Regions from separate parts of the Mus musculus genome. Here regions 1, 2, 3, 4, 5 and 6 are each linked to region 7. Evidence: chromatin contacts called from public HiChIP or PLAC-seq and promoter capture Hi-C data. All regions are on one chromosome and are shown on one strand. Each heading gives the region's core, a stretch centred on a gene start, on an enhancer-like site or on the middle of the called end of the contact. The rest is flanking DNA. Distances are from core to core; before and after follow the strand shown.

What was found. Promoter capture Hi-C pulls out the DNA fragments that hold promoters and counts their contacts. HiChIP or PLAC-seq counts read pairs in DNA pulled down with a chosen protein or histone mark. Capture Hi-C pulls out chosen DNA fragments and counts their contacts.
Region 1: a promoter capture Hi-C map of pre-B cells shows a contact between it and region 7, with 6 times the contacts expected there. The contact joins the promoter of Mesp1 here to the promoter of Crtc3 in region 7. A contact is called at or near these places in 3 of 39 promoter capture datasets (liver and pre-B cells) and 1 of 9 other capture datasets (adipose tissue).
Region 2: a promoter capture Hi-C map of neutrophils shows a contact between it and region 7, with 7 times the contacts expected there. The contact joins the promoter of Idh2 here to the promoter of Crtc3 in region 7. A contact is called at or near these places in 7 of 39 promoter capture datasets (the C10 cell line, hematopoietic stem and progenitor cells, hippocampal neurons and 3 more), 3 of 115 datasets of contacts at active chromatin or transcription factors (acute myeloid leukemia, extraembryonic endoderm stem cells and large pre-B cells) and 2 of 9 other capture datasets (adipose tissue and liver).
Region 3: a contact with region 7 is called in an H3K4me3 HiChIP or PLAC-seq map of bone marrow-derived macrophages, with 3 times the contacts expected there. The contact joins the promoter of 5430400D12Rik here to the promoter of Crtc3 in region 7. A contact is called at or near these places in 3 of 115 datasets of contacts at active chromatin or transcription factors (bone marrow-derived macrophages, large pre-B cells and pro-B cells) and 1 of 9 other capture datasets (adipose tissue).
Region 4: a contact with region 7 is called in a promoter capture Hi-C map of adipose tissue. The contact joins the promoter of Mesp2 here to the promoter of Crtc3 in region 7. A contact is called at or near these places in 3 of 39 promoter capture datasets (liver, neural stem cells and pre-B cells) and 2 of 9 other capture datasets (adipose tissue and embryonic stem cells).
Region 5: a contact with region 7 is called in a promoter capture Hi-C map of liver, with 2.6 times the contacts expected there. The contact joins the promoter of Rps17 here to the promoter of Crtc3 in region 7. A contact is called at or near these places in 6 of 39 promoter capture datasets (the C10 cell line, the SN4741 cell line, embryonic stem cells and 3 more), 2 of 115 datasets of contacts at active chromatin or transcription factors (extraembryonic endoderm stem cells and large pre-B cells) and 2 of 9 other capture datasets (adipose tissue and liver).
Region 6: a contact with region 7 is called in a promoter capture Hi-C map of liver, with 4 times the contacts expected there. The contact joins the promoter of Zfp710 here to the promoter of Crtc3 in region 7. A contact is called at or near these places in 2 of 39 promoter capture datasets (liver and neural stem cells), 1 of 484 Hi-C or Micro-C datasets (CD4 T cells), 2 of 115 datasets of contacts at active chromatin or transcription factors (large pre-B cells and pro-B cells) and 1 of 9 other capture datasets (liver).

What each region holds. Positions count from the first base shown.
Region 1 is chr7:79,791,669-79,795,876 of GRCm38.p6, forward strand. It overlaps Mesp1 (mesoderm posterior 1), which reads right to left and starts at 1,922. Exons shown (of 2, transcript NM_008588.2): 1 at 1,197-1,922; 2 at 573-923. The coding sequence starts at 1,859. The coding sequence ends at 855.
Region 2 is chr7:80,113,779-80,117,423 of GRCm38.p6, forward strand. Idh2 (isocitrate dehydrogenase 2 (NADP+), mitochondrial) reads right to left here and starts at 1,572. Exons shown (of 11, transcript NM_173011.2): 1 at 1,384-1,572. The coding sequence starts at 1,498.
Region 3 is chr7:79,918,197-79,921,978 of GRCm38.p6, forward strand. It overlaps 5430400D12Rik (a long non-coding RNA gene), which reads left to right and starts at 2,453. Exons shown (of 2, transcript XR_003946805.1): 1 at 2,453-2,743; 2 at 2,853-3,782. Ap3s2 (adaptor-related protein complex 3, sigma 2 subunit) reads right to left here and starts at 2,444. Exons shown (of 6, transcript NM_009682.3): 1 at 2,313-2,444. The coding sequence starts at 2,381.
Region 4 is chr7:79,809,341-79,813,417 of GRCm38.p6, forward strand. Mesp2 (mesoderm posterior 2) reads left to right here and starts at 1,387. Exons shown (of 2, transcript NM_008589.2): 1 at 1,387-2,419; 2 at 3,189-4,077. The coding sequence starts at 1,589. The coding sequence ends at 3,470.
Region 5 is chr7:81,343,515-81,347,297 of GRCm38.p6, forward strand. Rps17 (ribosomal protein S17) reads right to left here and starts at 1,720. Exons shown (of 5, transcript NM_009092.3): 1 at 1,688-1,720; 2 at 1,343-1,494; 3 at 797-902; 4 at 221-286. The coding sequence starts at 1,690. It overlaps Cpeb1 (cytoplasmic polyadenylation element binding protein 1), which reads right to left. Exons shown (of 12, transcript NM_007755.5): 12 at 3,512-3,783.
Region 6 is chr7:80,023,769-80,027,488 of GRCm38.p6, forward strand. It overlaps Zfp710 (zinc finger protein 710), which reads left to right and starts at 2,460. Exons shown (of 5, transcript NM_175433.5): 1 at 2,460-2,715.
Region 7 is chr7:80,686,316-80,690,293 of GRCm38.p6, forward strand. It overlaps Crtc3 (CREB regulated transcription coactivator 3), which reads right to left and starts at 2,562. Exons shown (of 15, transcript NM_173863.2): 1 at 2,292-2,562. The coding sequence starts at 2,423.

The DNA.
Region 1 (4,208 bases), core at 672-3,171, 900 kb before region 7:
AGCCAGGGAGATGGTGCCCTGGTGTGGGGACGGTGTCCCAGATGTGGCTCAGCTGCCCAGAAGAGCAGACACGCCGTTCTGCTCCCTCCCACCGCTGAGCATGGCAATGCCCAAGCCTTACATGGCTCAGAGTCTTGTCCTTTATGTGTCTGTGAAATATATGCAAAGGTAACCAAGGTACAAAAACACTAAAGGAGTTGTGTTTTCTGGTTTTATCCAGTCCCTCCCTACATTTAAAAAAGAGGAACTACTTCCTGTCACCTTCTCTCAGGAAGCTCCCCACTCCGTTTCACCCTACCCCACCCTTTCAGACTGACCCATGCAGCATAGATGTTGACCAGGAAGGAGGGTAGAAGGCCTTTGTGTTTCCAGGCTGGAGATTACAAGACTCCTCCTCCACAATCCCATGTCAGCTTTCCCTGACACATAGCAGAACTTCCAGCAGGGTATGGGAGCATGGGGCAATGGGGGCTCGTGCCACCATGAGTTTGGGCCAGCCTGGGCCGTACAGTGTGAGGTTCCCCCTCCCACACACCCCCAAATAAGGAAGAAAGAAAAATAAACCCTCCAAATGACACTAGCACAATCGGTTTATTCACAAATAAATAAATACACACCAGGCAAAGCTTGTGCCTGCTTCATCTTTAGAGCGTGTACCCTATTGGGCGCCTCCTTCCAAGGAGGGTTGGAATGGTACAGTCTGGATGAGGGCCAGCTCCCACCCCGGGATGCCCATGTTGGTATCACTGCCGCCTCTTCCAGGATCTACTCCCTCCGAAGGTGCCAAGACCAAAGGAAAAGTGTCTGTGCTCAGACAGGGTGACAATCATCCGTTGCATTGTCCCCTCCACTCTTCAGGCAGGCGGCCACTCCTGCGGCGGCGTCCAGGTTTCTAGAAGAGCCAGCATGTCGCTGCTGAAGAGCTGCAGGAAGAGTGAACAGCGCCACAATCAACACCTGCCCCAGGGTCAGGTCCGCGCTCATCCGCTCCACGCTCAAGGTTAAGCGAGCAAGCAAAGCGTCCTTAATCCCTGCCTGTCCAACTCCCACCCTGTTCGGACACCCAGGGCACACGGGGATGCGCCCAAGGGAGATCCTGAGTGCAGCAGAGAGGCTGGTCCGCGACGTGGGGCTGTGCGTCGCGCACCAACAGTAGGGGGCGCCACCTCGACAGTGTGGGGGAAGGGGTTACTAACCGGAGATGAGGGACTGGGCTCCATTTCCTGCCTTTCCTGGGATGCTGTTTCTGCGTACAGGAACGATGGGTCCCACGATTCTGCGGCGACTCGGGGTCTAGGGTAGGCAGGCGGGGATCCCCACGACACCCCGCTGCAGACGGCCGGGCTTAAACGGGGACCGAGCGACTGCGACTGCGCCAGGTCGCTGTCGGGGCACAGCGGGCAGCCTCGAGGTGACACCGCGTGCCGCTGTCGCCGGAGGTTGTCCTCGCTGAGTCCCAGCACAGCCGACAGGTGGCCAATGTAGCGGATGGCCAGGCGCAGCGTCTCGATCTTGGTCAGGTTCTGGCCGGTTGGTGCCACGGATGGCGGCAAGAAGCGGCGCAGCTCGTGCAGCGCGCGGGCGAGTGTGCGCATACGTAGCTTCTCCCGCTCGCTGGCGCTCTGCCGCTGTCCGCTACCCAGGCGGCTACCGTGCGTCCCGCGCCTACCCGGGGTCCCAGCACGCCGGGCCGGGCGGGCGCAGGGTGGTGCAGGGCTGCTGGCCTGGGCACCGTCCCACGGGTCCGAGGACCAGGCTGGGGAGCAGACGCTGTTCCCATCGGAAGGCATCGGTGGCTGCCGACCAGCGGGACTCAGGATCCAGGACTCGGAGCGCGGCTCGCACAGGGGCTGGGCCATGGCAGCGGAGGCCTGACCATTGGGTCCGCTGTAGCTTTATCCTGAGCCCTAGGTGTGAAGCGGGCCCCTTCCAGAATTCATCAGCATATCAAAGCCGGCTCGAGCCAGGAGGGGGGCAGGGCCTGAACCCTTTGAACCATAGCAGGGGCTCTGAGGTGCAGGACCCCTTAGTCCAGTCTGCTCCACCTGGACCATATTTGGGGCCTCAGTAAGTCAGGCACCTATGGCCAGGACTGCCAGTTGAAAGAACCATGCTCAGAGAACTGAAGTCTAGCTCCTAGGCTTAGGGTACACCTTCATTTATTAGGGACCCTACGCCATTTTTTTCCATCACTTTAATTTACAAATTGTATAACAAGAGACTTCGGGATTGCATTGGCCAACTGTGGACTAGGGACCTCTAGACACGGAGAGAACTCTAGTTCAGTCCTTCCCAGAGGCTTGGATGTGGCCTGTAGTCCTCCCTGATGTCCAGGCTATGGGAGGCACATTGAAGAAACCATCCCGACCGACCTGTGAGGTTGCTGGGGTGTCCGGGCAGGGGGAGAGGTGAGCCTGCCTCCCCACACTACAAGTCACTTCTAGTCTTGGCAAGATGGGGAGCTTGGTCCCCTTCCCAGCCCTCCCATGACTGGAGCTCTGCTGCTTTGGTCAGCTACAGTGAGTAAAAAGTCCTTTGACAAAACTCAACTCCTTGAGCTGGTGGCACACTTGGGAGGTGAAGGCAGGAGGGTCAGGAGTTCAAGGCCAGGCCTAGCTGTATATGGCCCAGGTTAACATGGGCTACATAAGATCCTGTGTTGGAAAAAACAAAACAAAACAAAACAAAACCCAAAAACCCTGAAAAGCAGAAACCTTCATCTGTCCCAATGGCAGTTTTATAATCTATTTCATAGGATGCTACCTGTTAGGTTCATAGGCTGCCTTTTATTTTTTAAAGATGTGTGTGTGTGTGTGTGTGTGTGTGTGTGTGTGTGTGTGTGTGTGCTGGTGCCCCCACACAGGCCAGAGGTGTCACGTTCCTTAGGATCGGGCCTTGCAGGCAATTGTAAGCTGCCTGAGGTGGCTTCTGGGAACAGAACCTTGGGTTCTTCAAGAGCAACATGTGCTCTTCTTAACTGCTGAGCCGTCTCTCCAGTGTTCTTCCTCCCACATCTTGAAACATGGTCTCATGTAGCCCAGGCTAGCCTCAAACTTACTCTAACCCAGCTGGCCTTTAGCTCCTGATCCTGCTGCCTCAGCTTACTGCAGTTGTGAGCCTGGCTGTTGAGGATGCCTGCTCTTACCATACCTGTTCAGTGTTGTACTGAATGAAGGGACTAGGTTGGAAAAATAAAGAGAAATAAATACAAATTGAGAGATTAAAGCAAACCTGTCCCCACTTATATGTGACATGCTTATTAATAAAGTCTCCAGAAGTTGGGCATACACGCACATGCCTGTAATTCCAACATTTGGAAAATGAAGGCAAGAGGAGTTTGGGCCAGTCTTGGCTGCAAAGTGAATTTGAAGCCATCCTATGCTACTGGACTGTCTCACCTATTAGAGGGCTGGTGGTGTGGTTCAGTCGGTAGAGTGCTTGCCTAGCCTGCCGGAAGCCCTAGGTCTTATTCCAACACTGCATAACCACGTGTAGCACTGGCTTGTAACCCCAGCACTGGAGAGATGAAGATAGGAGGACCAGAAGTTCAAGTTCAAGATCACCTCTGGCCTAGAGTTATGGCTCAGTAGTTAAGAACACTGGCTACTCAGCTAGGTATGTTGGAGCACACCTTTGATCCCAGCACTGGGGAGGCAGAGGCAGGCAGATCTATGAGTTTGAGGCCAGCCTAGTCTAGAGGTGAGTTTCAGGACAACCAGGGCTATACAGAGAAACCCTGTCTTGAAAACAAACAAACAAACAACAATAACAAAACAAACAAACAAACGAAGGAAGTACTGGCCGCTCTTCCTCGAGACCCAGGTTTGACTGATTCCCAGCATCCACACGGTGGCTCATAGCTGTCTATAACGACATTTCTAGGGATTGTACTCTTCTGGCCTCTATGTACTACACAAGCATACAGAGCACAAACATATATGGAGGCAAAGCCCTAGTACACACAGAAAATTGAAAAAATATTCTCAACTGCAGAGTGAGTTTCAGGCACATCTCAAAAACAAACCCTTGAGCCTGACAGAACAGATCTGGGATCAGCTGTTTGAGGAGCTGAGGCAGGAGAGCCACAACGTCCTGGGCTACCGAGTAAGTTCAAGGCCAGCATGGATAACTTAGTGACTCCCCGTCTCAAAATAATAATAGGGCTGATGGAGCACTCGCTTGGCGTACAGCAGACGAAGGATGGGAGA
Region 2 (3,645 bases), core at 322-2,821, 570 kb before region 7:
GTTAGTTAGTTAGTTAGTTAGTTAGTTAGTTAGTTAGTTAGTTTTGGTATTACCATTTTACCAGACTCCTCAAAAGAGAGAAAAGATGAAAAAGAGGAAAACCACTGAGTGCCTTTAACTTCTACCATATTTTGCTGCAAAGCTGCCATATGTGGGTCTTGAAGGCCTGAGGCACTTGATGGGGCTTCAGAGGTTAGAGGCAGATCCCAAGAACACAAAAACATGTATGTCCCTTTCTCCTTGGCAAAGGGGAGTGTCAAGGGCCCCGCCCTCTCCCTCCTCCTGGCCCCCAGCTTCGGTCAGCTGCTCCCACGGTGAGTTAACGATTACCACTCTAGCCAGAACAAACCCCATAGCCAAACCCACCCCCTCTTCCTCATTCCTCTGGCTAACCCCAAGGGGTTTTGAGCCAGGTCAGGATAGAATTTCCGTGGCAACAGGCATCAAAAGAGGCCACCAAGTGCTCTACATTGTTCCGTGCCTTTTGTAGCAAGGCGCTGAGTAGCAAGGGTATGAAAGATGCCCACATGCCAGGTTGGGCAATCTGTTAGTAATGGAGACTCTAAAACCCTGATTATTTTGTCCGGAGTTGCGCCTTCACGTCTAAGAAGTAAGCTGAAGGCAACGCAGAGATCTCATGGGAACGACTGACTGCAGAAAAATGACAATATGCGTGCAGTGCCAGGTCTCCACAGCTTGTATGCCAGGCAGGACCCACTCACATGCAGCAGCTCGTGGTTGGCCCAGCAAGGGGCCAGGAGAGGGCCCAGACTGAGCGTCCTGCGCAGCGAAGGGTGGGGGAGTGGCAGAGAAACAAAAGCGGGAAAAATGGAAGGACATTCCTCCAGCTGTCGAGTAAAGGTTCCAAAAATAGCTGACGTGGGCCTGTTGGAGAGGAGGGACCAGAGTACGCAGGGATTGGAGAGAAGGGGAAGTGGAGGCCTCTCCTCCTCGCCTTTGTCTGAGCCGGGAGCGCGAGGTGACCCTCCTCTGCCTAGGGCTGCAGCAGGCCGCTCCAGCCCCTCTTGGTCGCTTGTCCCCTCCAAAGGCCCAAGGCAGTCATGATACCCCACCCTGGGTCCAGGTACCTCTGGAAATGCTCCCCCGGAATACCTGGAGAACCCCAGCCCTGATAGGACCCAGCAATCCCGCCCCAGGCCACCAGCTGCCACTATCCCCTGGGTCCCCACCCCTGCGCCTGCAGCGGCCCAGGCGCGCGGGGCGCGGGAGCTCGGTGTAAGGCCACCTCCCGGCCCTTTGTAACCCGCACGCCGCTGTTCCCCGACCGCCGGCGTGTCGCGAGTGGCACTCCAGGGTCCCCCTCCCGGGACGTCGCCACGTCGCAGCGCTGCACGCGAGCCCGCCCCCCGGTGCGACACTCACAGTGGCGCCGCGGCTGCTCCGGCCAGCTGGGGACAGTCAGTGCTGCCGGTGCCCAGGTCCGCGCTGAGCCCGAGGCTCTGCAGAGCGAGCTCACAGCCCGCAGGTAGCCGGCCATCCCGAGCACGCGAGGTCCGAGCACGCCGCTGCACCGGGCTGTGCGGTGGGGACTCTAGGCTGGCCCTGGTGGCTGGGACCCAACCGGGGCGGAGCTGCAGAACCTGCCGCCCCATTGGGTCTCACCCGGGAGAAGGCGGGTCCACGCCAGGGCAGGAGCCTGCTCGACACCCTTGGGCCTGTTCCAGAGCTCAGGCGGCCCCAGTGCTGAGCCCGCGCTTTCTGGGAGCCTCCATATATCCTCAAAGCATCAGGTACCGGGGAGACCCATCGGGCCGCGGGGGCTCACGGCTGCAAGACTCCCCGCTTCCGTTAGAATGTCAGCTGCAGACACGTCGCCTTAGTCCCCTGCGTCCTTTGCGTTTAGCTGACCGACGGACCTGAGGCGCTTTCATCAAGACAATGACAAGCTTTGCCGTCTTGAACCTAGACCATGGCAACTTGGGTCTCCCCCAGGTAGCGTCCAGTTGGGTGGACTAACCAGGATCGAGAGTTGAAATGCCAAGTACGGTGGAGGCAAGAGGATGAGAAGTTAGGCTACATACCAAGTTCTAGACCAGCCTGGGCTATATGAGACGCTGCGGGGCGGGGCGGGGGGGGGGGCGGCTGGAAATCCTCCTTCTGCTCCTGACTAGGCCAAACTCCTAGCCCCAAAGTCCTTCATCATGGCCGACTCTGTCTCTTCTGGACATAAGAGTGCCTGCCAGGAGACTTCTGTGACATTTGTGTGTAAAGGTTTGAGGTATGTTCATCCTTCAATAGTACAACCACTGCCCAAGTTAATTATATTCTATGCTAGTAGTTATGTAGCCCTGAAGGAAAGCCCATGTCTCCTATATCCTAGGCAAAGGTCCATCCACAACCCAGCCCAACAGCTCCTAGTTTACCTGTTTGCGTGGGGAAACAAACAGAAACATACAAGCTAAATCCATCACTGTTCATTTTCTTGAAGTAGGGGTCACTGAAGTCTGGGTTTTGTGTATCAAATATCACAAATCCACCCCAGCTCTCCCAGTCACACCAACTCACTCCAGATGAGAGCAACCTTTCTGCCCTGTGCTCCCAGCTTCCCAACCCAGCTTCACAGTGTTGTCAGGTGGAGCTATGCCAGGAAAGTGGCCTTGAACTGCCAACATCAAAGCTTCCCTCCTGGAGTCTCAATCCATCCGAGTCACAGATTTGGTTCTGGGATCCAGTACAGAGAGTATATGCAAAGGAGAGACATCTGGGTCCCTCCAGGGACTGAGGAAAGGAATAGGAAAGTCTGGCCTGGGGCAGCATGTTCCAGAACAGTCTGAGAGCCCTTCTACGAGATTCCCAGTTCTCTTGTGTAAACACCGGTAAAGACCACAGAGGTTGTTGACTTGGGCTTTCATGCCATCCTGGAAATACCAGACCCCTGGACTCCAGGATCCACACGTGCAAGGTCGGAGAACAGACTTCCTATGCATCTTTCTAGACCAGTTAGAGTATGGATGAAGGTCAGCTACCTGCACTGCCTCTGTGATTGCTGCTGAAGCACAAGGGGCTTCTACATAGCAGACTCCGTCTCAGAGTTCTGCCAAGTCACTACCCAGCCTCAGTGTCTGCGGGCGGACCAAGGCAGAAGTCTTCATGTTTCTAGAACCATCCCAGGCAAACCTTCTAAGTGCAGCATCAGTTAGAACCAGTTGAGACAAGGTCACTTTCTTCTTCCTTTTCTTCCTCTTCTGCTTCTTGTCGCTCTGAGACAGGGTTTCTTCTCTGTAGAATCCTGGTTATCCTGGAACTTGGTATATAGATCAGGCTGGCCTCAAACTCAGAGATCTATCTAATTCTGCCTCCCCAGTGCTGAGATTAAAGGCAAGGGCCACCACTGTGCAGCTGGCAAGGTCACTTTTTAAACTGCCCAGCTTGTTGCCTGCTCCTAGGAGTGACTAGATCACTCCTAGTGATCTGTGAGGCAGCTGGGTTTAGCAGAGCTCAGAGTGGAAAGGACACCATTTCAAGTCATATGGCCAGGATGTAGTTCAAACCAAATTATCTGGCTGACACCCCAATATTTGCTTAAGGGGAGAAGAGAGAAACTAGGGACTCTGTTTTTCTTGTTGGGCACTCCTGGCCATGGTAATTTCTAAAAATTATTAATTTATGTGTATAGTTGTTTTG
Region 3 (3,782 bases), core at 1,203-3,702, 770 kb before region 7:
CCAATCACTGCCCCACAAACTGGAACAAATCAATCACGATCTTCCTGGTTTCCATGTGAACAGCACACCAAGCTCACGTTTGCTAGGCTGTTGTCAAAGATGAACTCTGTGTGCTCAGAAACACAACGCTCACTAAGCATCAGCACGCAAACTGACAAAACATCTTTCCAGCTAAAGCCCTTTATCTACCTACAGGTGGACCTGGCAAACAGTGGGGATGGGATGGTGGTATCAAACAAGGGGGCCAACTTACTACTGGCTCAACAAAAAGGCAAACTGCCCACTGCTTACATGCCCCGGTTACTTTAACAACCCGTCCTGTCTTTTTACTACACTGCAATTCTCAAGGCAGTCTCACTCCAGCAGTTCGTAAACAATTCTGTGATCTATATGATCTATATCAGATCATATATATGATCTATATGATCTATATCAGATGGAGATATACAAATGGCCAATAAGCGCAAGACAGGTTCAGCATCCTTAGTCACTATAGAAACTAGACATCAAAACCATTTCAAAAGGCGATCGATTTTCATCCACTAAAATGCCTTCAATAAAGACAACATGGCTAGGATTATGCAGCTCAGTGGTGGAGGACTGCCTAGAAGGAGGGGTGCTCTCAATTCCCTTCCTAGTTCAGAAGGAGACATGAAGAAATTGCAATACTGATACATTGCTGATAACAATATACAACTAGGAAAACACTTTTCCAGTTCCCCACTTAGTTATTATGTGGCCTAATGATTCTACTACATATGAAGTCAGGAGAAATAAAAAGAAATGTCCATACTAAAACTCAACACATGAATGTTCAGAGCAATTACTGGGAAACACAGATGACCAGCAGAGCACAGTGGTGCATGCCTATAACTCTAGGATGTGGAAGGCTGTGGTAGGATCTCTTTTGGTGGTTGGTTGGTTGGTTGGTTGGGTTTTGGTTTTGCTTGCTTAGGGACAGGGCAGTTGATTGTGAACAGGGTAGTTGATTATTAACAGTAAGTTTCTTTAATAGAGATAAAAATGTTCTCAAATTGTGACAGATGCCACTAAACTGCATACATTAAGTAGCTGTATAGTGATTTTTAGCTCAGTGAAAAACTTAGAAACTAGGAGAAACAAATGCACGTGCAAATTGAAGTTGTAAACCCTGTCTTGAAAAACATAAACAACAAAAAATTGAAGTTGTATTCAGTGTTCTATTTAAAAACGTAGTTGGAAAATCCTATTTTAAAAAGCAAATACTTTTCATTTATGATGAAAAAAGGAATAAAAGACCCAGAGACATTTCTGTTTGTTTGTTTGTTTTTCAAAACAAGGTTTCTCTCTAAAGCCCTGGCTGTCCTGGAACTCACTGTGTAGACCAGGCTAGCCTCGAACTCAGAAATCCACCTGCCTCTGCCTCCCAAGTGCTGGGATTAAAGGTGTGTGCCAGAACCGCCCGGCAAGACATTTCTTAACGTGTACAAAAGGTGGGGCTGAAGCCTGAAAGTCTTCTGATTTTATTCCCTCTCAGACAGAACCAGTCTCTCAGGAGGATATTTTGAAACCTAACCACGAATAAAATATTGGGGTACAGAAGGCAAAGAACGGCATCTGCGTTTCCCCAAAGGAAATGTTTCCAGAAAATTCAAATGTGCACGAACATTGCTGAGGCATTCCATGATGGCATTTGTTTATTTGTTTAATTATATGATTTCTTAAGATGCGGTCTGGTGTAGCTCAAGCTGGCTTAGAACTAGCTGTGTATCTGAGGATAACTTTGAAGTCCTGATCCTCTCGCCTCCATCTCCCGAGTTCTGAGCTTTGAGGTGTGCACCACTACAACTGGCATCTTGTAAAAATAGCTCATTTCCCCCTAATTTTAAAAGAGACTTTCTGCAACCTTACAGGATAAAAAGTATCCCAACCCTGATAAGTGCCAGCCAATGCTGAAGCAAGTGATTCCACGAAAGAACTTCTCTCCATGCCCTTGAGAAAAAATAAACGTAAAAGAACCCAACGACCAGATCATCACAAAACTACGCTCATCAATTTAAAAAACAAAACAAATACAGAAACAAAAAACTAAAGACAGAGGCTGTCACCCAATATCTCAATGCGGCACACTGTGTACTGAGTCTGTCCCTAAGACCCAAGGGAAAGTGTCACAAAACACAGAAAAGCCAAGATCCAGGAAGGATGAGGGAGGAGCAGGGGGGTGGGTCATGCACGGTGCCAGAGCAGGAGATGCTGCTGAGCGCGGCTGCGGGCCGTGGGGAAGGGATGGCTCTGGTGCTCCGCAGGGGCATGGTTGGTGGGGCTGCACTCACAAAACGCTGGTAGAAGCGGACCAGCCGCGGTTTTCCATGGTTGTTGAAAACCAGAATCGCCTGAATCATCTTTGCCGGTCCCGCTTCTCTCGGTACCACCTGCTCCAAGAACGCACCTTCTTCCGGCACAACACGAACACTTCCTGTTGGTGTCCCGCTGAAAGCTGCTCCCGGAAACTTAGTCTCGGTACCCCTGGGCACCGAGCACTAAAGTGTCCTGCCGCTCTGGCACCCTGAGAGGTCGGCGCGCTTTCCTGGGGAGCACGGCTGTAGAAGCCCAGGAGCACGGTCGCCTTGGCCAGCCTGGGAACGAATCCAAGCCTGGCTGGGACTGAGCCCCTCATTCTGGTTCCATCCTGGAGCCAACCGTGTCGGCAGCAAGCATCGAGACTGGCAATTCCTGCCAGCAGCCGCGCCAGTTTGAGGGACCAGTAGGTGTTTGTGTTTCTTCTTCTAACCTTGGACTAGCAAAAGCTAGGCTTTTATGTTGCAGTGAATTAGGCAAAAGTCTGCCAGTCAAACGGTCATTCTCTCCTTTAGATGGTGAAAGTTGACATCATACGGGATCTCTCATCCAATCCCACATAAACGGAACGGTTGGTCTCAAACTGGTAACACCTTTTCTCATTTATTTATTCATTTAGTTATTCGTTTGTTTGTTTATATGTTATCTTTCTTTGAAACGGAGTCTCACTGTGTCGCCCTGCCTGGCTTTGAACTCAGAGATTCGCCTGCCTCTGTGACCCTAAATGCTGGGATTAAAAGCCTGCACCACCACATACATCCCTGGGATTTTAGTAAATAAAAATTCAAATGACTATTGCATTGAAGTGGGACAAAATGATTCAAATGTTGGACGGAAATGTCAAAGACAATTCTAAAACAGAGTAGCAAGAAGGAACCAGCTTTGCCCACCAATCAAACCAAGCAGGATAATTTGAAGTATGTTTTAAAGTTACATTTATATGGATTTTTTTGGAGAGGACCCACGCGCCTGCAACGGTGCATGTGTGGAAATCAGAGGACAATTTGGGGAGTCAGTTCTCTCTTGCTGTGTAAAAGATCTAATGTAAGCCATCAGACTTGGCAGTGCCTTTACCTCACAAGCCTCAAATCATAATTAAAAGGTGAAGTATTATTGAACTATAACACAATAGTCTGTGGTAAACAATTTTAAAGATTTAATTTTAATTATGTTGTATGTGTATATGTCCAAATGTTGCTTCAGGTGCCCTCAGAGACTAGAAGAGGCCACCTTAGAGCTGGAGTTTATAAGCAGCTGAAGTGAATGCTGGGAGCAACTCCAGTCGTTTGGAAGAGATGTAGTCTTTCCAAGCCCTTGGCATGAAATAATTTTAATATATGATGTAGGGGCTATCATAGTTTGGCTGTAGGAAGGAATTCCACAAGTGCTATTGAGATAACTGATTAACACTTTGAAGAAAAAGCAGCTTAGTTTTTTCATACTTT
Region 4 (4,077 bases), core at 137-2,636, 880 kb before region 7:
CAACAAGTGCTCTTAACCACTGAGCCATCTCTCCAGTCCTCTAAAGTATTCTTGTCACACTCACCTTGACTGATATTTTAGATTACTTTACCCTTCTGCTCAAAAGTCAAAGAGGCTCCCCGTGGCCTTGAGAGTAAAACCAACTCAGCCTGGTTCCAGACGTGCCTGGCCCTCCCACCTCCAGGCCTTTCCCTTCTGGAAATGTTCTCTGTGTCCCCTCTCCCTAATGAAACAATGCTCTTGGTTCAAGACCCAGCTGGACCTGCTCAGCCTCGGTGGCTAAGGCCTGACTGCGCCAAAAGCTCATTTAACCCTTAGCTTTCTGTCCTGGAGATGATGCAGGGTATGGGTGCCTTGTTTCAGTTGCAGTTGATGCTCAGGAGAGCCTGTCCTTGGCTTTTATTACCTCAGCTGTTTCTCACAGAAGTTCTGGGAGCAGATGCCATACTTAGCTGTTTTGCTAATCAGGACAAGCTCAGGCAGGTTAAGGGCCCTGCATATAATAAGCAAATGTGTGCCCATAAACACTTTGAAATGTTAGTGCCTGGGTTTGATTTGTTTTAGTTTTTTGAGACAGGGTTTCATGTAGCCCAGGCTGGCCTCAAACTTTCTATGGACTTGAACTCCTCATCCTCTGGCCTCTACCTCCCAAGGGCTTGGACTATAGCCATGAGTGGTCACCGGTGGCAGTACTGGGTTTATTTGTTTGATTGATTTTCTTTTCTGGAACAAGTTCTTGATGGGTACAGGTTGACCTCACCTCCCTCCAATTCTCCTGCCTCAGTCTCCCAAGTGCTAAATTACGGGTATATGGACCACACCTGTATCAGTCCCTTCTTTATAAAGTGTAGGCACAATGAAAGCCCATAGCAAGCAATTTCAGGATTAATCCAGGGAGGGCTGGAAGTCATTCTGTGCAGCAATTCCTACTGAGATGAGCTCAAAGAAATTAGGTGGCTTCAAGGTGACACAAAGCTTCAAGTTGGCTTTGGCATCCACCTCCTTCCATTTCCACTTCCCAGCCTGGAACCCTCCAGGCTGCTGGGTTCCATTTTTAGTGGGTACAGATACTGTGGTCAGTGAGAGTTTCTAAGTGTATACAGCAAATTGGCTAATGGGGGAACCTGAGGAAGCCCCACTGTGCTGGTCGGAACCAGCACAGGCATAGCCCATTAAAGGCTAATGATGAAGGGTGGCCACTCTGTAAGTGAACCAGAGGCACGGGATAGACATCCAGGTACCCAGCAGCCATCTACCGTGGTGGTGGGTTCGGGTGTATTCACCCTGCAGTAGCAGGGCGGAGTGAAGGTGGGGGCTCGGTGAGAAGCTTAGCAACTCCATCCAGATGCGAATTGTCTCTCCCACACTTCCCGGCAGCAGGGGCCTCCATTAGAGCCTTCGAGGGGTCAGAATCCACACCTCTGCAAATGGGCCCGCTTTCCCAGGGCCCCCCTGCCCAGACCTTCCCTGGGCTCTGTGGGTTTTGACACCTCTCTGCAACCTGGCAGGGGACCACCTCACACCTTTAGTCCAGATAAAAGCTAGGACCTGGAGGTGACCGGTCCAGCTTCCCAGAGTCACACCAGCCATGGCCCAGTCGCCTCCTCCTCAGAGCCTCCAGGGTCTCGACCACTGGGTCTTCTCCCAGGGCTGGGGCTGGGCTCAGCAATCGGACTCCACGTCTCCGGCCTCGTCCTCAGATTCGTCCGGTTCCTGCCCTTGCTACGCCACCCGTCGGCCCTCGCAGCCCGCCGGCCCGGCCCGTAGCACGCGCACTACCCAGGCGACGGCGCCCCGACGAACGCGCCCAGCGCCCGCAGGCGGACAGCGGCAGAGCGCCAGCGAGCGCGAGAAGCTGCGCATGCGCACACTCGCCCGCGCGCTGCAAGAACTGCGCCGCTTCCTGCCGCCGTCGGTGGCACCTGCAGGCCAGAGCCTGACCAAGATCGAGACGCTGCGCCTGGCCATCCGCTACATCGGCCACCTGTCAGCCCTGCTGGGCCTCAGCGAGGACAGTCTGCGGCGCAGGCGCCGACGGAGTGCGGACGCGGCGTTCTCTCACCGATGCCCTCAATGCCCCGACGGTGGCAGCCCCTCACAGGCTCAGATGCTTGGTCCTAGCCTGGGATCAGCCATGAGTAGTGGGGTGTCCTGGGGGTGCCCGCCTGCTTGTCCTGGACCTCTGATCTCACCTGAAAACCTTGGGAACAGGATCTCCAACGTGGATCCCTGGGTGACACCTCCTTATTGTCCCCAAATACAGTCACCCTTACACCAGTCCCTAGAAAGAGCCGCTGACTCCTCTCCCTGGGCACCACCTCAAGCATGTCCTGGCATGCAGATGTCCCCAGAGCCTAGGAACAAGACTGGACACTGGACACAATCCACTGAACCTGCAGAGCTGACTAAAGTGTATCAGGTAGGTCCTAGGACCCCTGCCATTTTCATGGCTTCATTTGGAACTAAAGTGGACGGTCTCTCGTTTGTACAGGGTCTCCTACTCATCAGGTCCCAGGTTATCCAATGAAGGGATAGATGGAAATAGCCTTATTTACACCTGTAGGAGAAGAGATGAGGCCCCGGGAAGTTATAGCCACTGCCATAATTGCCACCTTTGCTGTGCAACAGTCACCACAGCTTGGTGAAGAGAGGATGGCCCTCGGATTTACACAGAGGCCAGGGTGGAAGGCGAGGGCCTTCACTAGCTGGAAATTCTAAGTTCAGTACATGAGTGAGGCCCAGGGGTATTGGCAGCACCTCCTAAATAGATCCTTCTGGAAGTGGTGACCTGAGTGTTTTCTTTGAGATGCGTTCATCCATAAATGACTTGTGGCCCATAAAAGATTATAGTGATGACTGGGTTTTACCAAGCACTCTCTGGTTGCTTTGTACTTTCCCTGTATCCGATTATACAGCTCTATGATGCGTTATGATGCTAATACAGCACCCCATTTTACAGGTGGGAAAACTGACATGAAGAAACTTCTCATAGCAGAGCTAGGATTTGAAGGTTGGCAGTGGGTCCCCAGAACCAGGATTCTTGATTTCTATGGTCCACTGTATGAGTTCCCCTGAGGCTATGCAGGCAGCACCAGCTACACTGGGGAACCAGCTACACTGGGGAAAGAGCCAGGTTTGAAATCTCCAGTCAGTGACCATGTCATACAACCCCCCTATTTCTCTTGCAGAGTCTTTCTGTGTCTCCAGAACCCTGCCTGTCCCTGGGAAGCCCACTTCTCCTGCCCCGCCCATCATGCCAGAGACTACAGCCTCAGCCTCAGCCTCAGCCTCAGTGGGGCTGCTGGGGCCACGATGCAGAGGTGCTCTCCACCTCTGAGGATCAGGGTTCCAGCCCTGCCCTCCAGCTTCCTGTGGCCAGCCCCACCCCCAGCTCAGGCCTGCAGCTCAGTGGCTGTCCTGAACTTTGGCAGGAAGACCTGGAAGGACCCCCACTGAATATTTTCTACTAATATGGCCTTACCTGCACCCTGCGGTGTGGATTTGGGCTGCCTTGGAAGTGCCTTTATCTGCCTCTTCTGTGACATTTTGAGGTCTGCTTAGCTATGGCCCCCCTTTCCCAGATGACCCCTTTCATGGAAACGGTGTCTGGGGCAGATAAACATTGGGTACCTTCACTGTTTTGAGGGGGGCTGAGACAAGACACCCCCGCTTCTAGGTATCTTCTAGAGCAGTGATTCTCAACCTTGCTAATGCTGTGACCCTTTAATACATACAGTTCCTCATGGTGTGGTGACCCCCCCCAACCATAAAATTATCTTATTGCTACTTCATAACTGTAATTTTGCTACTGTTATAAATCATAATGTAAATCTCTGTGTTTTCTGGTAGTTTTAGGTAACCCCTGTGAGAGGGTCGTTCCATACTCCACCCCCCAGGGGTCACAACCTACAGGTTGAGAACTACTATTCTAAAGGCTCAGCACTCTGCAGAGCACAGGCTGAGCTGCTCTGAGTACGGGGTGGCCTGAGTGTGGAGGACAAAGGAGGTCCATGTCCTGCTTGCTGGAGACAGCTGGCCAGAATCGTATATGCTGGTTTTATAACTGTTTTATTATTA
Region 5 (3,783 bases), core at 470-2,969, 660 kb after region 7:
GAGATAAGCCACCCGTAAGATGGCTCAACTGTGACTAGCCCGACTACTGTAGAAATAACCAGGGAGGAAAGCAGGTAACAGCCAGAGCTGAAGGGGGCGGGGCAGGCCACAATTTAGGAGCCAGCCCCAAACAAGGAAAACACACCCCCGAATCATCACAGAACAAGCAGCTCCAGCCATTTAGAAACCAGATGTATTCAAGGATTCAGGCAACACTCACCAGGAGCTTCAGCATCTCCTTGGTGTCGGGATCCACCTCAATGATCTCCTGATCTAGGGCTGAGACCTGAGAGGGAAAGAATCAAGTTCAAATTATGAATGCGTGGGTTATCTTTCACCTCCTCTGCTCCCAACGCAACACATAACCTTAGCTGTCCTGGAAAGCACCATGTGGACCAGGCTGGCTTCGAGCTCAGACATCTGCCTCCCAAATGCTGAAACTAAAGCTGTGCACCACCACAGCCCACTTTATTCTTGTGTCAGAACCATCTAGTGTGCATTCAGAAAGCAGGGTTCACACTTGGATGTCAAGCTAACCACGTCGGGAGGCACTCTCACTGGGCTCCCATGTGAAAATGAATTTAGACCTCGCAGAGAAGCTCAAGGTCGGCTGATTACAGGCACCCTCGGCTGGGTGTGTTGGCCCACGCCTTTAATCCCAGCACTCAGAAGGCCGAGGTGGGTGGATCTCTCATCATTTTGAGGAAATAGATTAAGACTTCACTGACATCCAGCTGCGTTCCCACCTCAGGTGAGCCCCCAGGAAGAGGTGCAGAGGAAGACCCACAAATCTTACCTCAGGAACGTAGTTATCTCTCCTCTCTCTCTCTTCTTCCTGCAACTTGATAGAGATGCCTCTCACAGGCCCTCTCTGAATCCGCTTCATCAGATGCGTGACATAGCTACAAGCAATGCGAAACAGTGACCACCTCCCACCAGAACCGACTTTGTCTCTACATCAAGGTCGGTCTCACCATCGGAAAGACACACAGACACACACACAGCACTGTTCAGATGTCCACTCCTTACATCCTCACTCGCCGTCACCAGCCCTCCTCCGAATGTCATGTACCCCGACTGGTCTTATCCGTCGTACGGACACAACACTGCTATTTTTTTGCACAACACGGCCATAGTGGTAAAATGCGGGAAGCAGAGACCACAGCAGTAAGGTTTTGAGGCCGGAGCTCTGCCTTCAGCTACCGTAAGGAGCCCGAACTAAGACCACGTCGGCAAAACCCCACTGTGGCCAAGGCACACCTCCAGCCCTTCGGCGGGCCGTCTGGGGGGAGCGGAGGCACCGGCCCGGGCAGGCTCTCCGGCGGCCGCGGCCCCCACTCACCCGGCTATCTTGTTCCGAAGCTTCTTGCTGGGGATAATGGCGATCTCCTCGCACACGCGCTTGTTGGTGTGGAAGTCATTACCCAGACGCGTGTAGTACTTCTCGATGATGACCCGGGCAGCCTTCTTCACGGTCTTGGTGCGAACGCGGCCCTGAGGGTGGAGAGGGCAAAGTCACCGGGGAGCCCGCGCCTCCCGCGGAGGGGCCGCGGCGCGCACGACTTCATGCGGAAGCGCGCCAGGCCGCCGGTGACGGCGCCGGCCCCTCGCTGCGGACTTGAGGCCGCGACGAGCGGAGGATGGGCGAGGATTGAAAAGGACAGAGCCCTGGGAGCCAAACACCTACCATGTTGGCGGGTCTCGGTAAAAGAGGAAACAGGAAACACAAGAGAGGCCTATAAAGCGCGGCCAGAAAGCCGCTTCCGCCTGGCTCGCGAGAGTCCCACAGCGGCCCCTAGCGGAGTGGAGTGAGGCTGCCTGGCTGTGGGCGGGGCGAAAGTCTGCGCGTGCGCACGCCGGCAGCTCGGCCGTCTTGGTTTCCACTCCAAATAGTTCCGTGCTTCTCTTGGGCGTCCGGTGTGTTTTAATCTAGGAGTTACTTTGAGGTCCTGAGATGGAGCCTAAAGGAGGCCCGAGCTATGAAAGGCATAGTAGTAAACAGGGTCATCCCCGATTTCCACCCTACCCGCGCCTCTAGTCAGAGATTAGTAGGGTCTAGCCTAATTGGTGAGGTTCCTCTCATTTCCTGGTGTCACAGCAAACATCACCTAGAGTGGCTTTTCTTCTCATCCCAGCACAGTATTCCATTCGAGCTGCTCTTAAATGTCTGAGCACAATTACTTTTCTCAGCTAGGTTTGAGCTAAACAGGAAGGGCTAACCTCGAGTGCTTAAATCAGTGGCTGGCTCACAGAGAGGTCTCAAACACTTTTACCAACAAATTAGGATCTCAGTTAACTAGACTGTTCCCGATTAGTAGGGACACTATCTCCAACCTTCAGCTTCTTCCGGTTGTTCTGCCATAACCAAGCCCAAAGCAGGCTCTTACGCTACGACCCAGTGGCTTCATCTGTCCAGAGAGGGCCTTTCCTCCAGCTCTTTCCTGGGACAGGGTCCTGCGCTCAAACCTAAGGAGACCGTGCTGGCCACAGGGCATGTATCAAGGGGCCAAGGCTGTGCTTCATCCTTCAACTCATCTACGTCACTCTGGTTAGGTGAAGAGCTGAAAGTCCTTACTCTAAAAGTAGCTCATGGCGGGAGGAAAAAAGATGTCCTTGACCATGGACCCGGAAGAATACTGAAGAGACCAAAGGGTCTGTAATCCCTGGGGGTTGCATCGTACATTACCAGTGAATTCCCAATGAAGTGGAGGCCAGGCTCCAGATGCAAGACTAGACCTTACAGTCTTGCAGGAAGAGAACTCTTGGATTCTGAGGAGTAGTGAGTTTTTGCACCTTACAAGGATTTAAGTACCTAGGAGTCCCTCTCCCTCAGACTAGAGTTTCCCAAAGGACCAGTTCAGCATGCTGCCGTCTCCACTTGAAAAATCATCAGACCTGTCATGAAGCCATGGAGCCTGTTAGAAAAGCTAGTGTAAGGGCTGTGAAGAAACAAAGCACTGCAGCGTGTCCTGGTGCATACCTTAATCCCAGCACGTGGGATGAATGGTAGGCAGAATTCCTGAGCTTGAGGCCAGGCTGGCTTACATAAGGAGTTCCAGGACAAGGCCACAAAGAAAGACCCTGAATCAAAAAAGCAAAATAGTAACCACTCAGAAAGGAATTACATCAGCACAAGTGTGTCCAAGAGGAAGGAGGAACACGTCAGGGCTCACAGGAAAGCAGCCAGCAAATGGCTCCTGACATCTTGGGAGTTGTGCCTCTAGCATTCCTAGGGCTCCATGTGGAGGAGGCCTTGAGGGGCCAAGAAGTAAAATGTACAGGCAGGCCTCCTATTCTGATTGTAATCACCCAGGTACTAGACACTCCAGAGTGGCTGACCAGGATGTAACAAGTCCCATATAGGAGCAGGTCTCCGCATGTACCTCCCATCCCTCTGGGCTGGTATCCCATTAGTGAAAATCCATGAAAAGAGGACTGGTCTCTGGAATCTTCCCTGCTTGCTACCACACCCCACCACACACACACCCAGATACAGAGACAAAACTACAACTCTGCTGCAACGTGTTTATTATGTGCCAAAAAAATTACACCACAGCTTACTCCACACATCTGTAGGAGAGTGCAGTCTTGCCTGCATATACAACAATGAGGTAGAGACTTCACACACAGCTTCACAAAACCCACAGAGTAGCTGGGATATGCAACAATGCAACATCAGCTCAGCAGGAGGGAGGGGTTATGACACTGGCTCTTTGGCACACAGCTTCCCTAAGAGAGGCAAGTAATCGTTAAATTAAAAAGAAAAGTCAAGTTTTCAATTCC
Region 6 (3,720 bases), core at 1,210-3,709, 660 kb before region 7:
CAGGAAACCTTCGCTGGCCAGCCTTGCCCAAGCCCCTGTGAGTTGCTTTCTCAATGCCCTCATAAGGCACCTAGCTACCTGTTGTCTCTCCCAGCCCCACCCCAAACCCCTTTTTTGAGGAGTCTCAGATAGCCCAGCCTAGAACTGGCTACATAGCTTGGGCTGACCTTGAACTTCTGCTCTTCCTGTCTCTACCTTCCAGAAGCTGGGATTTCAATCCATGCACAACTGTGCCTCCCTCTTTTTAGTTTTGTTGAGACAAAGTCTTGCCATAATGGCCTTGGCTAATATATTATTCAATATGTAGTCTGTGCTTGCCTAAAACTCCTGGCAATCCTCTTGTCTCAGCTTTCCAAGTGCTGGGACTACAAGTATGCACCAATGATGCCTGACTGAGGCCCAGCTCTCTCGGGCTCCTACCAGTTTGCAAAGCCAGAACAAGGAGATGGTGTCTCTGGTGGTTAAGTCCTTAGTTGCAGGCTGGGGAGCTGGCAGGAAGCAGGCACAGAAGCGAATGGTTGTTGAATGACTATTTGACTGTCAGAGAGGACTTTGTCTTTTTTTGAGAAAATATGACTTGGGTGTTCTGGAGAGGGCAGGTGATGACAGAACTGTGGCTTCCAGCATTCCCTGTTGGCTGGTGAAGGTGCTGAGGTCACTAGAGACCCAGTGTGCTGAGCCTGAAATCACGGGGTCCTTCTTGCTGAACCAAACTCTCTGGCTTCTGTTTTCTCACTCCTTGCCAGAAATAAATCATGTTCTGAGTGACTGGAGTCATTGCTCACAGCTCCGTGAGCTGGTGTAGGGTGGGGCGAGGGGCAGTGGCCTTGGGGCTCCTGTCATTAAAGACCCAGGCCTTTGGGCTGGGGGGAGGGGAAGGAGTGGCTGGTCCTATCCCTGGGAGGCTGCAGTCATTGGGGGAGAGACAATGGGGCTCTGCATCTGCTCCTCGCTGGGAGAAGGGACCCTCCAGTGAAAAGCCAGGGAGAGCAGGGAAGTGTGGGAGGAATTGATGAGAAGGGGTGGAGCCAAGGAGATGCAGCCCGGAGGAAGGAGGGAAGGGGAAGGAAGAGCGCAGGGAGGGGAGAGGATCCAGGCTTCCCTTCAGCTCGGTGACCTGGTCCGGAGCCACAGCTTCCCTCGCTTTGTCTGGGCCCGCCGAGACCTCACGTTTCTCGCCCAGCTGCAGCCCCAGTCCAAGGGCCAGGCATCCAGCAGGTGCTCAATACTTACTTGGGAAAATAAGAAATGTGGCCAACTTTGCTCTGGGAACTTTTCCCCCGTGTTGTCTCCACTCCTCTGGAGAAGCCGAAGACAGAGCTGGTCTTGGGAGCACGCCCAGGCGCCCCATGAATAATTGACCCTTGGTGGCGACACTGCCCCGCTCTGTCCGCGGGCTCCGTACCCGCCCATGCGTCGGAGTCGAGCGGCGCAGCTCTTGAGTGGCGGGTGTCCGGGAGGTTGGAGGCGGGGTGTCCGGCCTGTCCCAGAGCTGGGAGGAGGCCAGGCTATGCCGAACCCCGGGCCCCGCGGGGAGCCACAAGGGCCCAGACCTCAGCGAACGACCACGCCTCGGCGCCCTCCAGCAGTGCACCCCGGGGTCGAGCCTAGGCCCTGGGCTTGGGGAGGATGCGAGGGACCCCGAACTCCTCTGAACCCCATTCGCACCCGGGTCCCGGTGATAGCAGCCGGGGCCGTTCCCTCGAGTCTGACCGTCCAGGGCTCTGCGAACAGCTGTTTAAAGGCTCTTTACTGTTGAGGGCTCTGCGGCGACGTTTGCTCTAAGTCCCATCTGCCCACTTAAAAAATATATTAAGTGAAGAGCACCCCCAGCTTCCACCCCTGACTGGGGAGGGGGCAGGTTGAGCCCTAACCCGTATTCGGAAGGACTGGCCACTCGGGCTCCCCCGACCCCAACCCCCATTAGCTCTTATTTGGGATAGGGCACCCCAGACTTCCTGGGGGCTGCTCTCTGGAGCCCCCTTTGTGCCTGGCAGGGACAGCCCCCCCATTTCCATGCGAGGTTCTGACGCTCCCTTCTCCCCCGCTTGTTAATCTTTGTTCCCCTTTTCTGCTGAGAGGAGGGGAAAAAAAAGAGGGAGAGGGCGAAAGAAAAGAAGGAAAAAGGCGTGACTCGATTTTCAAACGAAACTCCCACAGCAAACAAAACCCTTTTAGAGAAATAAAGGAGGAAGGAGGAAGAAAAGAGGGAAGGGGAAGAAAAAAAAGAGAAGCCTCCAGGCTTGCAATTCGAGTAGGAGAGTTGCAGCGAGAGAAAGAAAGAAAAGAAGAAAAATCCTCTCTGCGGTAGAAAGAGAAAAAGAAAACTTGGGCCGAGGAGAGGGGGGTGCTGGGGGGGTGGAAGGAAGTGAGAAAACAAAAGAGAGATAAAAGGGCTGCTTTTCTGTCTCTCTTCCTCTGCGAGCAGGCTTAGGAGGAGCTGTTTAGCATCCCTTCACGTCAGCCCTGCCTCATTCCCTTCTTCCAGGGAGGGAGAGAGCGCGAGCGAGAGAGCGAGCGAGCGCGAGAGAGAGCAGGAGGGAGAGAGAGAGGGGGGGAGAAAGAGAGGAGCCGGAGGGAGGGTGGCAGAGCAGGGCGGGCGCGCGTGGAGGCGGCGCGCAGCTGCAACCCGGGCGGTGGGCAGCAGGAGCCCCCGGCCCGCCCGGCCCGGCCAGCCGAGGGCCCCCAGCGCGAGGAGCCGCGCCCGGACCCAGGGTGAGTGTCCCGCGAGCCCGCGGCCCCGCCAGCCCCCGGGCGGCCCGCGGCGGGGTGGCTGGGGGGCGCGGGGGTGGGTCGCTGCGGCCGCGGTCGACCCGCCCCCCGCCTCTCCCCGGGGACGGCGGCGCGCAGGCAAACATGTCGTCTTTTCCTTTCACTTCCACATTCCCTCATGCCGGAGAGCTGGAGCGAGAGAAGGGGAAAGAGAGAGAGATGGCGTCTGGAGGGGGGGAGGAGGAGGGAGGAGAGGGGGAAGGGAAGGAGAGAGGAGAGAGAGAGACAGAGAGAGAGAGAGAGGAGAGAGAGAGAGAGAGAGAGAGAGAGAGAGAGAGAGAGAGAGAGAGAGAGAGAGAGAGAGAGAGAGAGAGAGAGAGAGAGAGAGAGAGAGAGAGAGAGAGAGAGAGAGAGAGAGAGAGAGAGAGAGAGAGAGAGAGAGAGAGAGAGAGAGAGAGAGAGAGAGAGAGGCACAGGCAGAGAAGCAGCAAAATGAAAGGAAAGCGCGGCGGTAGCGTGGGAGGCCGGGGAGGCGGCGGCGGCGGTCTCCGGCCCGCACGTGGGTGTCGCGGCGCTCGGGGATGCTCCCCCCGCACCCGGCCCGGGACTCAAAGTTTCACCCTTCGCCGCCCCGCCCCTGCGGCTGCCCACAAACTTTTTACTCCGGGAGCGGGTGGGGTGGCCGCGCGGCCCGGCCGGCAGGGTGGCTAGGGCTCAGCGCGCAGCTGGCGTGCCGGGCGCCCCTCGAGGGCAGCGGGCGTCACCAGCGCGGGACCCCGGCCCACCTCGGTGGCCCCGTCTCCGACCTGTTGAAGGCGCACCCCCCGGGCCGGGAACCGGTGGGCAGATCCCCACGGCAGATCTCGAGCCTCCCGTGGCTCGGCCTCCCTTCCTCGCCGCCCCCTCTCCCTCTCCTCGCGGTCATTTTCCTAATTGGACGGAGCTGTGGGGCGTGATCGTCGGCGTCAGACGGAGGAGCCCCCCGAATCGGGTGGTCTTCCCTCCACG
Region 7 (3,978 bases), core at 1,312-3,811:
GAACTAACATGCAAATGACTCCCTGGCCCAGGTACAGGGCAAAATGGCATAAGTTTGTAGTAATTTGTAGTAATTAGCAGAAATAGCAACTGGATTAGCCTATAAGCCACAGTTGATCAGGTTCATTAAATTCAACATATCACATAGAGACCCCAAGTTCAGTGCATCAGAATAGCATTTCTCATACTACATGAAATTTGACTTGGATTTATGAATTTGTAACCTTGAGTTATTGCACACATAAATGTTTTGGTCTATGAGTGTATAGACGCTCTACCTAGTGAACTATATACACAAGATTATGTGCAAACACACATGAGTAAAATCAAAACTATATGAACACTAAGGATCTAGGAGGACCTGTTTTTAAAAATCTGACCCAGATCTGATGGTGCATGTCTGTGATCCCAGCATTAATGAACTAAGGAAAAGGGATGTCGAGCTAGAAGCCAGCCGAGCTACAGAGCACAAAAATAATCTGGGGGCTGGAGAGATGGCTCAGAGGGTAGGAGCACTGACTGTTCTTCCAGAGGTCCTGAGTTCAAATCCCAGCAACCACATGGCTCACAACCATCTGTGATAGAGATCTGACACCCTCTTCTGGTATGTCTCTTCTAAAGACAGCCACAGTGTACTTACATATAATAATAAATAAATCTTTAAAAAAACATTTAAAAATAATCTGTATATCACTCATGACCTCAGCACAAAGGATGATTTAAAGGGGGCCTCAAAATCGCATGAGCGACTGGACCAACTCTAGCTATACAGACACATAGAGCACATGTATGTGTGCATAAAGTCTGCCTTGTAACATCAACACAGGCCTTACACTAATCCATGGCTTTTACCCACACCTCTTCAATACATCCGAAGCTTGTCAGGCTCAGTCTAATCAAGGTCACAAAATGTCAAGGCCTTAGATGCCAACCTGTAAGCAGTATAACTGCTCAGGGCATAAGGACATTTTTTTCCTTGAAATTTTCAGCCTTCTATACAGAAGGCTGTATCTATCTGTATCCTGTATCTATCTCTTATCTCTCATATATTCCTTTTTTTCTTCTTCTTCCTTCAGTGCATGGAGAATGGAAGTTCAGAAAGCAGTCCACTTTGCCCTTACTGATGAGTGGTCTCGGTGTAGGGGGCTGTAACAGTGAGCCGTGTAAAGTGTATTATAGCAAGAAAGAGTTCACACTCCACTTGAGGGAAGTAACACTCAAGATTGTTTCCAAGTCTCTTAATTTTAAAGTAAGTCCGTTTAGTTTATGCTATACATTTATGTTAGTTTAGTTTATGTTAAATTTATGTTAAAAGAAAAAACTCCCAATTTAAACCCTAGCAACAGATTTTAGTTTTCTTGTTTTTGTTTTTCAATCCCAAACACTATGGTGGCCAAAATAGAATACGCTTGCACCTTGGGAAGCAGGGAAACAACCAGCTTGCAATCTGCTCACACGTCTGCTTCCAGCTGTCCACCCCCAGCATCTTCCTAGCCTCCCCCATCTGACAATGTGCCTTCAAGGCCAGCACTCAGAATCCTCAAGGCTGCCCACTCACGTTGACCCTCTGCAGTCTACACAGACACTCCTGCCGTCTCCATCCCCTGCCGTCCGCTCCAGTTGTCTAGCCTCCCAGGTGTTTGTTCCGACTCGCTCTTACTCATTCCTCTGGGTCCCTCCGCAGTCACCATCTGCGCTAGGCACCCTGTCAGTTCTCACTAAATATCTGATGCTGAGCAAATGCACCGGACCACGGAAAGCACCTCCAAGAGGCGAAGGAGGGAAAGCCACGGAATCTCAACGTGGTACCAAGGCCCCCTGCCACTCAGGGGCCAGCCGTCGATTCGCTTGTGCGTGCACCAAGTCTTCCCCTCGGGGAGGATGTGCGACCCTCCGGCCCCCGAGGCCTTCTACGCCGACAGTCAAGGGCTCGCTGGCCGTGGGTGTCCACGGAGAAGCCGCACCGCCCGAACCAGGCGTGCCTCGGTCCGGCCTCTGAGCTGCAGCTGCGTGCGATTTCCTCTCGGGGTCATCCTCCCGCTTAGGCCGCCCGGCCCCGCTGCCCGCCTCCCCGGGCTCGGCCGTTTCCAGCTCAACGCACCGAGGCCCGTCCACCGAGATAGCAAGCCGCATTCGGTGTCGCCAGGCCGGCCAGAGCCGAGGCCGCGGCCGCCCCGGCCCCACTCCCCACCCGCGGCCCCCGCCCGGCTCCGCCGCCGCCGCCTCGGCCCGGCGACCTCTTCCCCGCCGCGCGGACCCGCCCGCACCGCTCGCGCCGGCCCCGGAGCTCACCCGGGACAGGGTGAGGTCGGTCATGAGCTGCTCGAAGGCCCGCGTCTCCTCGGCCTGCCGCTGCGTGTGCAGGGCGATCTTCTCACTGAACTTCCGCGGGTTGGCGCTGCCCGAACCGGGCGAGGCGGCCATGGCGCGCGCCCGGCGCTAGCGGGCTAGGCACACGGCAGGCGCGGGGTTCCGCTGCTCGGCCCACCCGGTCTGTCCGCAGGCCGCCCAAGCCGCCGCCCGAAACCTGTCCTCCGGCGCGACCCGGCAGAGGAGCCGCCGCGGCCCCAGAGCCAGCGAGCGGCCGGGAGCGCGCCGAGGTCCGCCCCCGCGCGGCGGCTCCGCCCTCGGCGCGGCCCGCCCGGCCTCCGGGCCCCGAAGCCCGGCCTCCCAGCCGGGGAGCTCGACCTCCGGCGAGCCGACCGAGGGCTGAGCCCACGGTCCCCAGCCTGCTTCGGGACTTCTCACACCTATATCACGTCTGTAAAGTTAAGCTGCACCAATGTGTGAGAGCCGCTGGGTACCACTGCCCAGTGTGGATGTGTACATATGTATATGTGCATGCAGGCACCCACGGAGATCACACTAATCTAGGAACCAAACACGGGTCTTTGCCTCTGTAAGAGCTGTTTGTACTCTTAACTGAGCCATCTCTCCCATCCGTTCAACTTCGCTGGTAAAACAGCAAGTGGCCTCGTCAGGCTTCCCCCTTTTTAGCCCAGAAGCTGCTTCCAACATAATTGTACACCAAGATGTCCTGGAGAGTGTTGAGCATGACTGTGTTCTGTGAATTAGGACGTATTAGCGACATGAGGAGAAATACGGAAAATAACAACAACGCCCACGCACCTCATGATTAAACCATCAAAACATTTTTGCAGAGCCTGGGGACGGTGTTCAGCTGTAGAGCGCTTGTGTGACAAGCCCTAGGCCTTGGGTTTGATTCCAACACTGCAAATAAAATTTAAAAGGCATTTTGGGGCCAGCTAAATGACTCATGTGGAAGGAGATAACTGACTCCTGAGACTTGTCCTTTGGCCTCCACACTCAGGCTGTAGCAAGCACATACCTAGACACACATACACAATAAGACTTTTTAAAAATCGTTTTGCTTCATATGCTTGGAGTTTATTTAAAAAAAAAAAAAAAAGAACCCCACCTCATTCTTTGTCTCCATAAAAAGTAACTATGTTGGTAGTGATGTCTAACACTACTGTTCATTTTTTCAAAATTAACATATACTTATTATTCTGTTCTTCCTTTTATTGTGTATGATTTATTAATCCAGTTACTCTATGTGGGATAGGAAGTTTTATGTTTAAAATTTATACAAAAATGAGGCTGGGCATTATGGCAAGTGCCTGTAATCCTAGCAGTCAGGAGTTAGAGGCAGCAGGATCAGTAGTTCAAGGTCCTCCTTGGCTACATAATGAGAAGAAAGCCAGTCCAGACTGTATGATGACCTTGTCTCAAAAACAAAACCAAAAAGAATTTATAGACATGATGTGCAACTTTTGTATTTCCTGCAACTGTTTTTATATGTGTTGGTTTTTTACATTCATTCATTATTCATTTTGTGTGTGTGTGTGTGTGTGTGTGTGTGTACTCACATCCGCCAATAACTCAGGTTGGTGGCAGGCACATTTACCGACTTAGGGAGCTCACTAGTCCCTAGATTGTTTTGTTATAATTAGGCTTA